Regions from separate parts of the Zea mays genome. Here region 2 is linked to region 1. A link is a contact called in public Hi-C data. All regions are on one chromosome and are shown on one strand. The core of a region is the stretch at or near the end of the contact, and the rest is flanking DNA. Distances in the headings are between cores, read along the strand shown.

What was found. Hi-C and Micro-C count contacts between places; a contact is called where the count stands out from the background.
Region 2: a contact with region 1 is called in a Hi-C map of leaf, with 6 times the contacts expected there. The contact joins the promoter of LOC103651410 here to the promoter of LOC100281444 in region 1. A contact is called at or near these places in 14 of 25 Hi-C or Micro-C datasets (bundle sheath, ear, endosperm and 3 more) and 2 of 3 datasets of contacts at active chromatin or transcription factors (leaf and seedling).

What each region holds. Positions count from the first base shown.
Region 1 is chr3:218,642,007-218,647,487 of Zm-B73-REFERENCE-NAM-5.0, forward strand. LOC100281444 (protein kinase domain containing protein) reads right to left here and starts at 2,641. Exons shown (of 13, transcript NM_001154362.3): 1 at 2,188-2,641; 2 at 2,035-2,078; 3 at 1,874-1,952; 4 at 1,669-1,791; 5 at 1,159-1,341; 6 at 991-1,077. The coding sequence starts at 2,445.
Region 2 is chr3:218,787,338-218,792,818 of Zm-B73-REFERENCE-NAM-5.0, forward strand. LOC103651410 (zinc finger CCCH domain-containing protein 13) reads left to right here and starts at 2,506. Exons shown (of 5, transcript XM_008677045.4): 1 at 2,506-3,740; 2 at 4,304-4,922. The coding sequence starts at 2,843.

The DNA of each region.
Region 1 (5,481 bases), core at 1,391-3,890:
CCGACTAGCCCGACTAATCGCGACTAATCGCGATTAGTCGGACGACTTGAAAACACAGGAGCCGAACATAAATTGTTTTTTATATTGATATACAATAGGTTAGAGACAGCTGTTGATTTGTCATTTAACATGTTTAAAACAGTGAAAAGAATAACAAAACTTAGCGCGCTTAAAATTGCGAGGTGAATACTTAAATATAGTAAATAGTTAAACTGCAACCAGGAAGTACAGTGTCATTTAAACATACGAGGACACTCTACTGACCAAATGTGGTGCAGGATCCTGCCAATGCTTCCATAATGTAACTGTCAGCTCCCTAGGTGAAGGAGCTGCTGTCCAGGATTTGCAGTACAAAAAAAGGCCCCTCTCTGGCAACCCTAAAAAAATAGTGGCAAGGCCACTGCCCAGTGGCCACCTGTGATAATGGTGCAGCCCAACAGGGATAGTGGCGGCAGTGGTCATCACTCACAAACCCAAGTAATGGTGCGACCCTATGGGCTAGTTTGGAAGTTCAAAACCCGAAGGGAATTGGAGGGATTAAAATCCTCTGTTTATTCGAAATATAAGGGCTTGGAAACCCCATTTTTTATGGGATTTCTATTTTTCCAAGGAAAATTAGTTCATTTTCCTATGGGAAAATAGAAATCCCTTGGAAAATTGTGGTTCTCAAACTAGCCTTAAGGAGGAGATTTTAGCACCTTCAATCCACTCCGGGTTTTGGACTTCCAAACTAGCCCTATAGAGGTGAAGCCAGGATTTGAGGCCTTTTCTCGATTAGTTGACTGAGAACTTCTTAGTGCAATACTGTGGGATAAGCCTTCCTCCATCAGACATTTTTTAATGCAAAAATCATGTGGAATAAGCAGTGTAATTTTCAGTTGTGTGGCTACAATGCACAAGAATGTTATTTAATGTACATGGTAAACTACCAACGCATGATTGTAAGGATAGAAAACAACAATTTTACACAAACAAAAAAAGGCTGCTTACTTTAACATGCTTGTCTATTGGGCTCACGTGAACATTCTCTATCCTAAGCTCGGTGTGTGCCAGCCCATGGCTATGTAGATAATTTACCTGCATCAAATAAGGTGCTTATTCAATTCCAGATCAACAGGTACTGAGTGCACTTCAAGCAATCTTGTGTTTGTAGCTTACACCAATCAAAAGGTCTCTCATCAATATCCTGATAAGACGCAGCTGTCGAGTTACAGCTGGTCCTCCAACAGAGTCATCTCCTACCCTCCTCACTTGTTCTTCGTCCAACGCTAATGTTGCCTCTAAGGTTGGGATCCAATCTGAGAGTTGCAACCAGTGACGCAGGGAATGACTCCCATGATACTGCACAAAATAAATAAACCAAATGATGGTCGATGGATAACAAAACCAGTGCCTCAGTGAGTGAATTGCTCCATCTATAGGGAAGCAAAATCTAACCCTTTTTGAAAAGCTAAATATACACGAAAACAGCTCTGAAAAGTTCCAATATTCTGTTTGGATAATATACAAAATTAATGTGTCAATTACACCTACATACACCTAAAACCCATGAGCTGGCATGAAAATGGCTCCAAACTGCAACTAGATCCCAAATTGAAACCTGAAAATGACACTGACGCATTTAAGATAACCCAGATCAGCATGAGGAAGTAAGAGAAAAGCACTAACCCCATGAACCAATACTAACGGGACATCTTCCTCCTCCACGGCATTGCACGGAGCAATGTAACCATGGACCTGAAGTGCGTAGGAGTGGTACATCATTTGGCGACGAGCCAGCTTCTTCAGCACCTAAAATCACACAAACACACAAGCTCAGCGGCTCAGCCAACGAACTAACGCAATACCGTAGTTCACAGTAGATGAACCCCACCTCGAGAGCGCGACGCCCCCTGCGCTTCGCCTGCAAACTCTTCAGCTGCCGCAGGACCACCGTTGACCCATACAGCTCGCTGAAAACGCCAAAATCAGAAACAATCGGCACGAATACGACGAATTCGTATTGTCTAGAGTATCGGTGTCCTACGCACTGACCTGCTCGGATCGCACACCGTGGCCTCGAAGATCATCTCATCCGACTGCATCACGAACCCAAAAACAAATCATTAATTATTGGCAAAACGGGAAGAGAAGCGCCACAAAATTAACGAGATGTACAGCAAATCAGAAGACGCGATCAGCACCTACCCGTCCATGGAGCCCGACGCTGACGCGGTCGGCGACGGTGAAGTCGGCCATGTCGAACCTGACCACAGGGCACAACCCCGCTCCGCCTCCCTCATCCGCCGCGGTCGGCGCGGGAGCGGACGTAGACGCCGACGAATTTGCCTCCAACCGGAACCTCCGCCGGCGCCGCGGATGCGCCTCGATACGGCACAAAGAGCGGGTGAGGCCGATCGGCGAAGGACATGCGGCAACGGCCGCGGCAGCCGCCGCGAGAGGCATGCGGGGCTGGTACTGGTTAGTACCGTTGTTGTTGGTCTACGGGTGGGAGGAGATCGTCGCGGCGGAAGTGGAGGGAGAGCAAGGCCCGGGGACTGACTGACTTTAAGATTAAGAAGAGGCAGAGGCGTGAGGTGGTTGCGTGCCGGGAAGAGGCAGAGCGATAGCTGCCATGAGCCCTGCGCGCGTCCGCCTCACCCCCACACCGCGCCAGCGACCGCGCGGCCGCGAGGAGGCACGATTTTTAGGAGGTCCGGTGCGCCAGCTCGGACGTGCGCCGGCGCTGTCCGTTTTGAGAGATTGTGATATTTGCCATCAGCAAAAAAAAAAAACAGGTTTGTAAAATTGCCATCAGGCCTACATTTTATAGACCCAGCTGGATCCACAATTCATAGATACAGTGGTAATTATAACAAGAAGACAATATTGTGAGTGACAAAAATCCAATTATCTCGTCCGTTTTTGCCGTCTGAAACGCTCGAGTTTAGGGATGGCAACGGGGAAATCCCTGTCGGGTTTTGGCTCCTCGTACCCATTCCCGCGATAAAAAATTTCTTCGCGGGGATCCCCACGAACTCTTGCGGGGGCATTTCTTCCCCATCCCCATTCCCCGCGGGGATAAATCCCCATCGGGGATCCCGTCCCCGCTTAAATTATAATTATGACATACTTTCTTTTTTATTAATACAAAACATTGTCACTTATATACATTATATACATTGTCAGATGTTAGAACTCATTATGGGTCCATCAAAATAACATATTTGTACAATGAGTTATCTCTTAACAATGTAATTATTTATTTTTATCATTATATATTACATGAAAACATCACCATATATAAGTTTAACGGGTCCCCGCGGAAAACGGGGATGGGGAATGTTTCCCCATCCCCGTCCCCGTTTACCCATCGGAGGAGGATTTTTCCCCGTTTACATCCCCACGGGGGGAGAATCTTCCCCATCCCCATCCCCTAATAGAGGAATTCCCCGCGGGAAATCGGGGATCGGGGCCCCATTGCCATCTCTACTTGAGTTGAGCGGTCCACCGTGCTGCGTGTCTACCGGTTCATAGGCTGATTAGCTTTTTTTTTGACAAAGAGGACATTATGCCTATATTAAATCATCATTATCTATCTTACATCTAACGTCTCTGGTTGATCATTATAATTTACAAATTACACCTTCCACCACTACACGCCACAATGTCGGAGGGTGTTCTTAGCAAAATATATCAAGCAACTATATTCATTAGAACTAGGATGAGTGGTGATGATTTAATATGTCTATCATGTGCACTAAATATATTCTCTTTTGATAAATTAGTTAATATTTATATAGTTATTTGTTAGCTAGTTAATTTAACTAACAATTCGAATGTTAACTTTCAGCCTTTTTTTAATTGTGAATAAATAGAATATATTTTTTATAAAAATTATATTCTTATTTTTAGCATTTGTCTTATAAAGATCCATAAAAAAGATCCATAAAAAGTAAATCTCACATCTATTTTATATCTTTTTAAATAATTGATATAAAATTTGAATATGAATTTAGATTTAGATGTTTTCACCTTTTTGGCGTAGACAGAAAATAATGCAAAAAAATATACAAAACTTTATTTTTGTCTCTCATAATTTTTTAACAACATGCCTAAAGATTAGCATATGTTGTATGCATATATATGTTAAAATATTAAATTTGTTTTATAGATGGGATGTTTAGAATCCATCTCTACTCCTTCGACTTCGGCACGCCCCAACTCTTGAGCAGTTCTAATGACGATAGGACAAATCTAGATCTAATCATGGACCACTTGACCCGATGTAACACCCTCGTCCACTCCCGAACCGGCGCTACTTACTCCTGGTAGCCCTCTAGAATCATATATCGCCCCACAAATCAACACGAGTATTTTGTACGTACTTTGTCCTCATTCATTCGTATCTAAGAAGACTTCCCGATCGGTCACCCATCCCAAGATTTCTCTATGCCAAACACGCTTAACCCACAGGTTCTTTCGAGGTAGGCTTTCAAAAAAGAAGATGCACCTTGTTTGTATGAGAACTCTATTAATTCTATTAAGTCTTGGACCAGGATATCACAATTCTCCGGGGCTAGGATATCACAATCCACCCCCCTTAGAAGGCTGATGTCCTTGTCGGTCAACCTCAAGCTAGGAACCTCTCATCTTGGCCACATCTGTGTCTAGTGTCGTCATATGTCATGCCATGTGACCACTCGGGGCCCACATGTCCCATGCGCCATTTGCCCGAACCCCTAGCCCACACAAATTCGTGAAACCGCGAGGGTTGGCTCTGATACCATTTGTAAGACCCCATCCACTCCGAGACCAGTTGAAAGGAAATATGGTTTAACCTTTTTCTATAAATAATTTTGGTGGTTGAATGCCCAACACAAATATTGGACTAACTAGTTTGCTCTAAAGTATATGATATACAGGTGCATAAAGGTTCAACACAAACCAATAAAAGATTGAAGAAAGGGTTCAAATTCAAAAGGAGCAAGAAACCGAGTGTGCCCTGGTCTGGCGCACTGGACTGTCCGGTGTGCCACCAGACAGTGTCTGGTGCACCAAGACCGTACAACTCCCAACTCTCCACCTCGGGTATCTCAGAGCGCGCTCCGCTATAATTCGTCGGACTGTCCGATGTGCCACCAGACTGTCCGGTGCACCAGCGGAGCAACGGCTCCTTCGCGCAACGGTCGACTACAAAAGCTGGAGAATCAGAGCTATAGTGAAGAACAGTGCGCGCAAAGTCAGAGCCGTCCGTCAGAGGCGCACTGGACAGTCCTGTGCCACTAGAAGACAAAGCTTCCAACGGCCGACAGCGCCCGAACCCTAACGGTTGGGTGACGTGGCTGGCGCACCGGACAGTGTCCGGTGCGCCCATCGACAGCAGCCATCCCCAATGGCTATGTGGTGGTTGAGGGCTATAAATACCCCCCAACCACCACCACTCCAAGCATCCAAGTTTCTAGCACTTCACACTCAATACAAGAGCTAGTGTATTCACTC
Region 2 (5,481 bases), core at 1,256-3,755, 150 kb after region 1:
TAGTCCACAAACAGTTGTCATTAATTACCAAAACATTACCAAAGGGGCCTAGATGATTCACAGGGGGCTTATGGGGGATAGATATCTCTGGGTTCTCATGGACACTAAAACATATCATGGGTTGTCTGATGGGCTTCCTGTCGAGTTGCCCTATGGGATGGACAAGCAGGATGAAGCCAACTCAAGTGAGCCCGATCCAAGCTAATGAAGGCCGACGTCCGAGTTAAGCGCCGCTGAAGGCCGGATGTGTCGGATGATGCAATTACAAAAACCCAAAGGGTTTGGCATTCGGTGATAACTCGGACAGTTAGGCGATGAAGACTCTGGATATGCAGGGACACGATCTGCGACAAAGAAGGAGATAAACAAGTAGATAATAATCGCAACTTGTAACGGGATAACTCTACCTGGTCACATATATATGGCCAAGGGAGACCCCTAACATTTCATCTCATCACCCACCACTCGAGCTAATTTTCATCTACAATCCTCAGCTTGTAATCCTCGTACTCCGGAGATCAATATCAATCCCCAACAGGAAGTATGGTATTACACAATTCTAAATGGTTCGAACATGTATAACTTTGTGAGTGATCCCAACGTGACTCAGCACGAACCATCGAGTCGTGATTAACGACACCGTCATAACCAAAAGCATCACAGGTAATCCCGTCCCCGTAGTGTGCGGTCGGGTCACAAACATCGACAGGTACTGGAGCACTGAGATGGATTTGCCGTCGAGATCCGGAGGTGTGTGCGTTGAGGTTGAGGAGACGAGAAAAAGAGAATGGCACGAAAGGAAGACGTCCTCGGAGTTTTGTTGGTGTCGTGCGCGCGAACACGAGATTGTGAGTGCATGTGAATGGCAAACATTTGAGGAGCACGAATATGATTTAGGGTGCGCGGACAAATTGAGATTTTGTTTAGAGAACTGTTGGAGGTTTCATTTTCTTAATATACATCCTAAAATTATATTTCTATCTCTACTAACTATTAAGAAGATAACATAGACCAAAACGTGCCCCCCTCACCTTATCGCGCACGACATGCACCTGCTCTCCCACTCACGCTGCATGCAAGCAAGCAACTATGTAAGCTACGGGTGCCCCCTCATCCACTCATGCTGCATGCAAGCCCTCACCTTATTGCGCACGACATGCACCTGCTCTCCCACTCACGCTGCATGCAAGCAAGCAACTATGTAAGCTACGGGTGCCCCCTCATCCACTCATGCTGCATGCACCTAGCTCCGAAGCTAGGCCCCATGGCTCCCTCGGCTCACGCTGCATGCGTTCTTGTCGAGGCAAATTTTTGTATGTGTTCTTAATTAAAAACCCTTCTATGTTGGTCATCTCTACTAACTATTAAGAAGGTAGCGTAGACCAAAATGTGCCCCCTCACCTTATCGCGCACGACATGCACCTGCTCTCCCACTCACGCTGCATGCAAGCTACAGGTGCCCCCTCATCCACTCATGTTGCATGCAAGCCCTCACCTTATCGCGCACGACATGCACCTGCTCTCCCACTCACGATGCATGCAAGCAAGCAACTATGCAAGCTACGGATGCCCCCTCATCCACTCATGCTCACGCTGTATGCGTTCTTGTCGAGACAAATTTTTGCATGTGTTCTTAATTAAAATAAAAAATTTAAGAAGCTCAGTGTAGCTTAGTTGGTCGACAGTATGCATGTACGCCCACACCCGACCTCTCAAGTCCAAGTCATTGTAGAGGCAAATTTTTGTATGTGTTCTTAATTAAAAACCCTTAATTAAAAACCCTTCTATGTTGGTCAAGTTTTTTAATAGATATACTTAGTTTCTTAGGCATACTTCTCTTTGTGCACAATATATAGAAAATGGTGACTAACTATCAACTACCGTTAAATTTACTCAATCATTTCCACAACACTTTTACGACATGTTGCTTATAACTAGCAGATATGAATGCTCATATGTGAAAAGTAAGGATATGAAACTTATACCAAATGTCGTGTTAGCTACTCACAGGAGTACATTATTTATCTCCTAGATTGTTTGATTTATTTTAACTTACTTATCAATGTATATAACTATGTTATGCTAGCTTTGATGGATGTTCAAGTCGGAAGGATGAGCTGAACCGTGTGCATTTGGTTCTTTCTCGTCCTTCCAAATTGGGTTCTTGTTGTGTTATCAGTTGCATCTGGGCAGTGAATGATTAATCAAACTTTCCTAGTTAAATCTTCGACTATAAATAGATACCAAAGCATTCAGCCTATACTTAAAATATAATATTAGTGTTAATGTAATATTTTGCTACACAGATTTTTCATATCATAACGACAATTGTCGTTACATATCTATATTTTATACAGATTTTTAACTCTCGTGACAACGCACAGTTATATATCTAGTTTTGTTTGGGTATGAAAATAAGAAGCTCCGGAAGATGTACCGACGGTTTTTGAATCTCTACTCCCGTGCCCAATCCCGAGTTCCCGACGCGCGCCCCCGTACCGCAGCGAAGCAAACCACCACCAGGCCAGGGCCAAATCCCCAACCAAACCCCTCCCGGCCTCGTCCCAAATCCAAAACCGGAAAAACAACCAACATTTTCCTTTCCCATTTTCTCCACCCACACGATCTCGTCGTCTCCCATCCCGGCGGCCGCCGCCTCCCCCTCCCCCTCCCCCTCCCCTCCGCTCCCTCACCCTACCAAAACCCTAGCCGCTGAACCCCAAGCGCCCTCGCGCTCGCCTCTCCCCGCCGCCACGGCAGCCTAGATCCCCGCGCGCCCCGCGTCGCCAGCTTCGGAGCTTCCGCATCTGGGTTGGTGGTGTTCTGTTAGGGTTGGCCCACCATGCCTCGGAGTTCGCGTCACAGGTCGCACCGGTCCCACAGGCGGGGAGGGTCCGCTGACCGGTCGGAGTCAGAGGGCGAGGAGTCGGCTCCGGCCTCGGGCGCGCGGGAGGAGGCCGCGGCGGCGGCTAGGGTTTCCAAAGATGCCGAGCCCGAGAGGCGTCGTTCGTCCTCGGGGAAGGAGCCCGTGAGATCGGGGAACGGGTACCCGGAGCACGGGAAAAAGAGGAAGGAGAGGGTTGAGGATGCCGTGGTGGATGTGGTCAGCGACCGGTGGAATAGTGGCGTCTGCGACGATCACCTGGTCGACAAGAGGTCCAAGAGTGAGACCTTTGGGCATGCTGAAATGGAGAAACTGCCCGACAAGTCCAGGGGATCGGGGGATGAGTCCAAGAGGTCAAGCAGACGGGCGATGATTGTGGATGACAGGGCCGAGGAGGTTGCGTCCAAGAGTGACTCTGGGAAGCGGAGGTCAGAGAAAGAGAAGGATGGGAGGAAGGAGAGTGCTGGGCATTATAAGGATGACAGAGATAGGGAGAGGGAGAAGGAAAGGGAAAGGGACAGGGAAAGGGAAAAAGAATGGGAGCGGCAGAGGGAGCGAGATATGGGAAGGAGTAGGGATAGAGAGCGTGAGAAGGAAAGAGAACGGGAGAAGGAGAGGGAGAGGGAGAGAGAACGGGAACAGGAACAGGAACACGAGCGTGAGAAAGATAAGGATCGAGAGCGGGATAGGGAAAGGGAGAGGGAGCGTGATAGGCAGAAGGACCGTGAGAGGGACAAGAAAGATTATGATTCCAAGCATGAGAGGTATGAGGATGGCGGTAGCAGGAAGAGTGGCTCAAAGACGAGTAGGGCGGAAGAGGATGCCTACTTGTATAGGAGAGATACAGATGTCAATGGTAAGTAGCCCATTTTTTACATGTTCTCCACAATACCAATAGCATTCTTGCCCTATGTACGATTATATGTCATGTTCCTACTGCAATGTGTTACATTTTTCTTATCCTGATTTTATTTAGAGTCTTGCATGATGCTATAATTGTTTTTAATAGTGGTATAATATATTAATAAACTCTGTGAAAGTGGTGGAAAATAGTGCTAGCAATTTGTATTCTTTTCTACCACACTGAACGATTTAGCATCCATCTTTCCCTTTGCTACATTAAACTTTGATGTGTTTATTATATATAGCTAACAGCTCGATATCTTCTAGTAAAGTTATATGAAACCTTATTTCTTGTACTTATGATCTATTGCCTTTCATAGTGCTGGGCCCTGCCTCAGTGAAGTAGTTGTATAGTATACTTGAAGATCTTTTTTTTTTGCTCTATGCTGAATGGTGTTTACTTATGTACTTGTTTTACCTGAATGCTGCTTATTTGAATTTCCTTGTATATATTTTTGGGTTGTTTTCTTCTCTTTTGCTGAGAATTTTCTTCTAAACTACTAATTTTGGAGGCAGAAATTTCAGCAAAAGGGAAGTACAATAATCCTGATATGCAAGCTGACAAACACAGCCGAAGAAAAGATGATTCTGAAGATACAGATAAGTGGCCCACTGACAATAGAGACAGCGATGACAGAAAGACCCTGTCCAGATATGAACATGGTAAATCTAGGAGTTCTAAGGAGCAAAGGTTTGATGATGACAAGTATAAGGAAAAGTACAAGGACGAATATGGAAGGGATAAAAGGCAACATGATGACAAGTTTTCTGATGAGCGAGTGGCTCGTAGTCATGAAAGTGATAGAGCTAATTATAAGAGTGCTAAAGATGGGCACAAAAGCTCAGAGAGCCATTACAGAAAGGATGCAGTTCAAGATGATCATTATGAGGATTATGGCAACAGGTATAAAGAAAGTAGAGGGAAAAAACGACCTCCTGAGGAAAATGACGACCAATACGATTTAAAGCCTCCAAACACACGTGATCAACGTGTGCATTTGGAAAAATCTTCAGGCAGTGGGCGTCTGGATTCTTTGATTGAGAGAGCAAGACCTGATCGTAGTTGTAGTCCAAGTAAAATCCACTCAAGAAGTTCACCTAGCACAAGTTCTTATCATGATAAAGATCAAAACCGGTAACTTCTCTTCTATATATGGTTATACATCTGAAAATACTGCACTCGTCTCTTACAAGGCTGCAGCATTGTAGCTGTACCTTGTCCTAGTATTACAGTAATAATATTTTACTTATATATTTCTATTTAATGTGAACAATGTGTATTTGTTCCTTACTAATGACATGTATTAATGTATTATGCTTATAGTTTGTGTGCTAAATTATTGCAGTGTTTCTATGCATAAGGTAGCTTCTGTGGCAGAAAAAAGCTTGATAGAACTATTGCCATTTTCGACTTAATTGGTTTTCTATTGGCCGATGATTTTTGTGGTGAAATAATTGCTAGCATTGTGGGCTAATGAATTAAGTTTCAGAGGGTGTCCCTGAAATTAGCTTTCATGAATTATTGTGTCAGTATATTTGCTGACTGCAGTTGTCTTGGGTGACAAATTATTTGAAGAGACTATCTATTGTTATTTGTAATAAATCTGTAGGCCAGAAAGTTCCTTTTGAGGTCACAATTTATTTATCAGATACAGTTTGGTTGGCTGACTTGGCTCCTTGTGGTTAGTTTTATT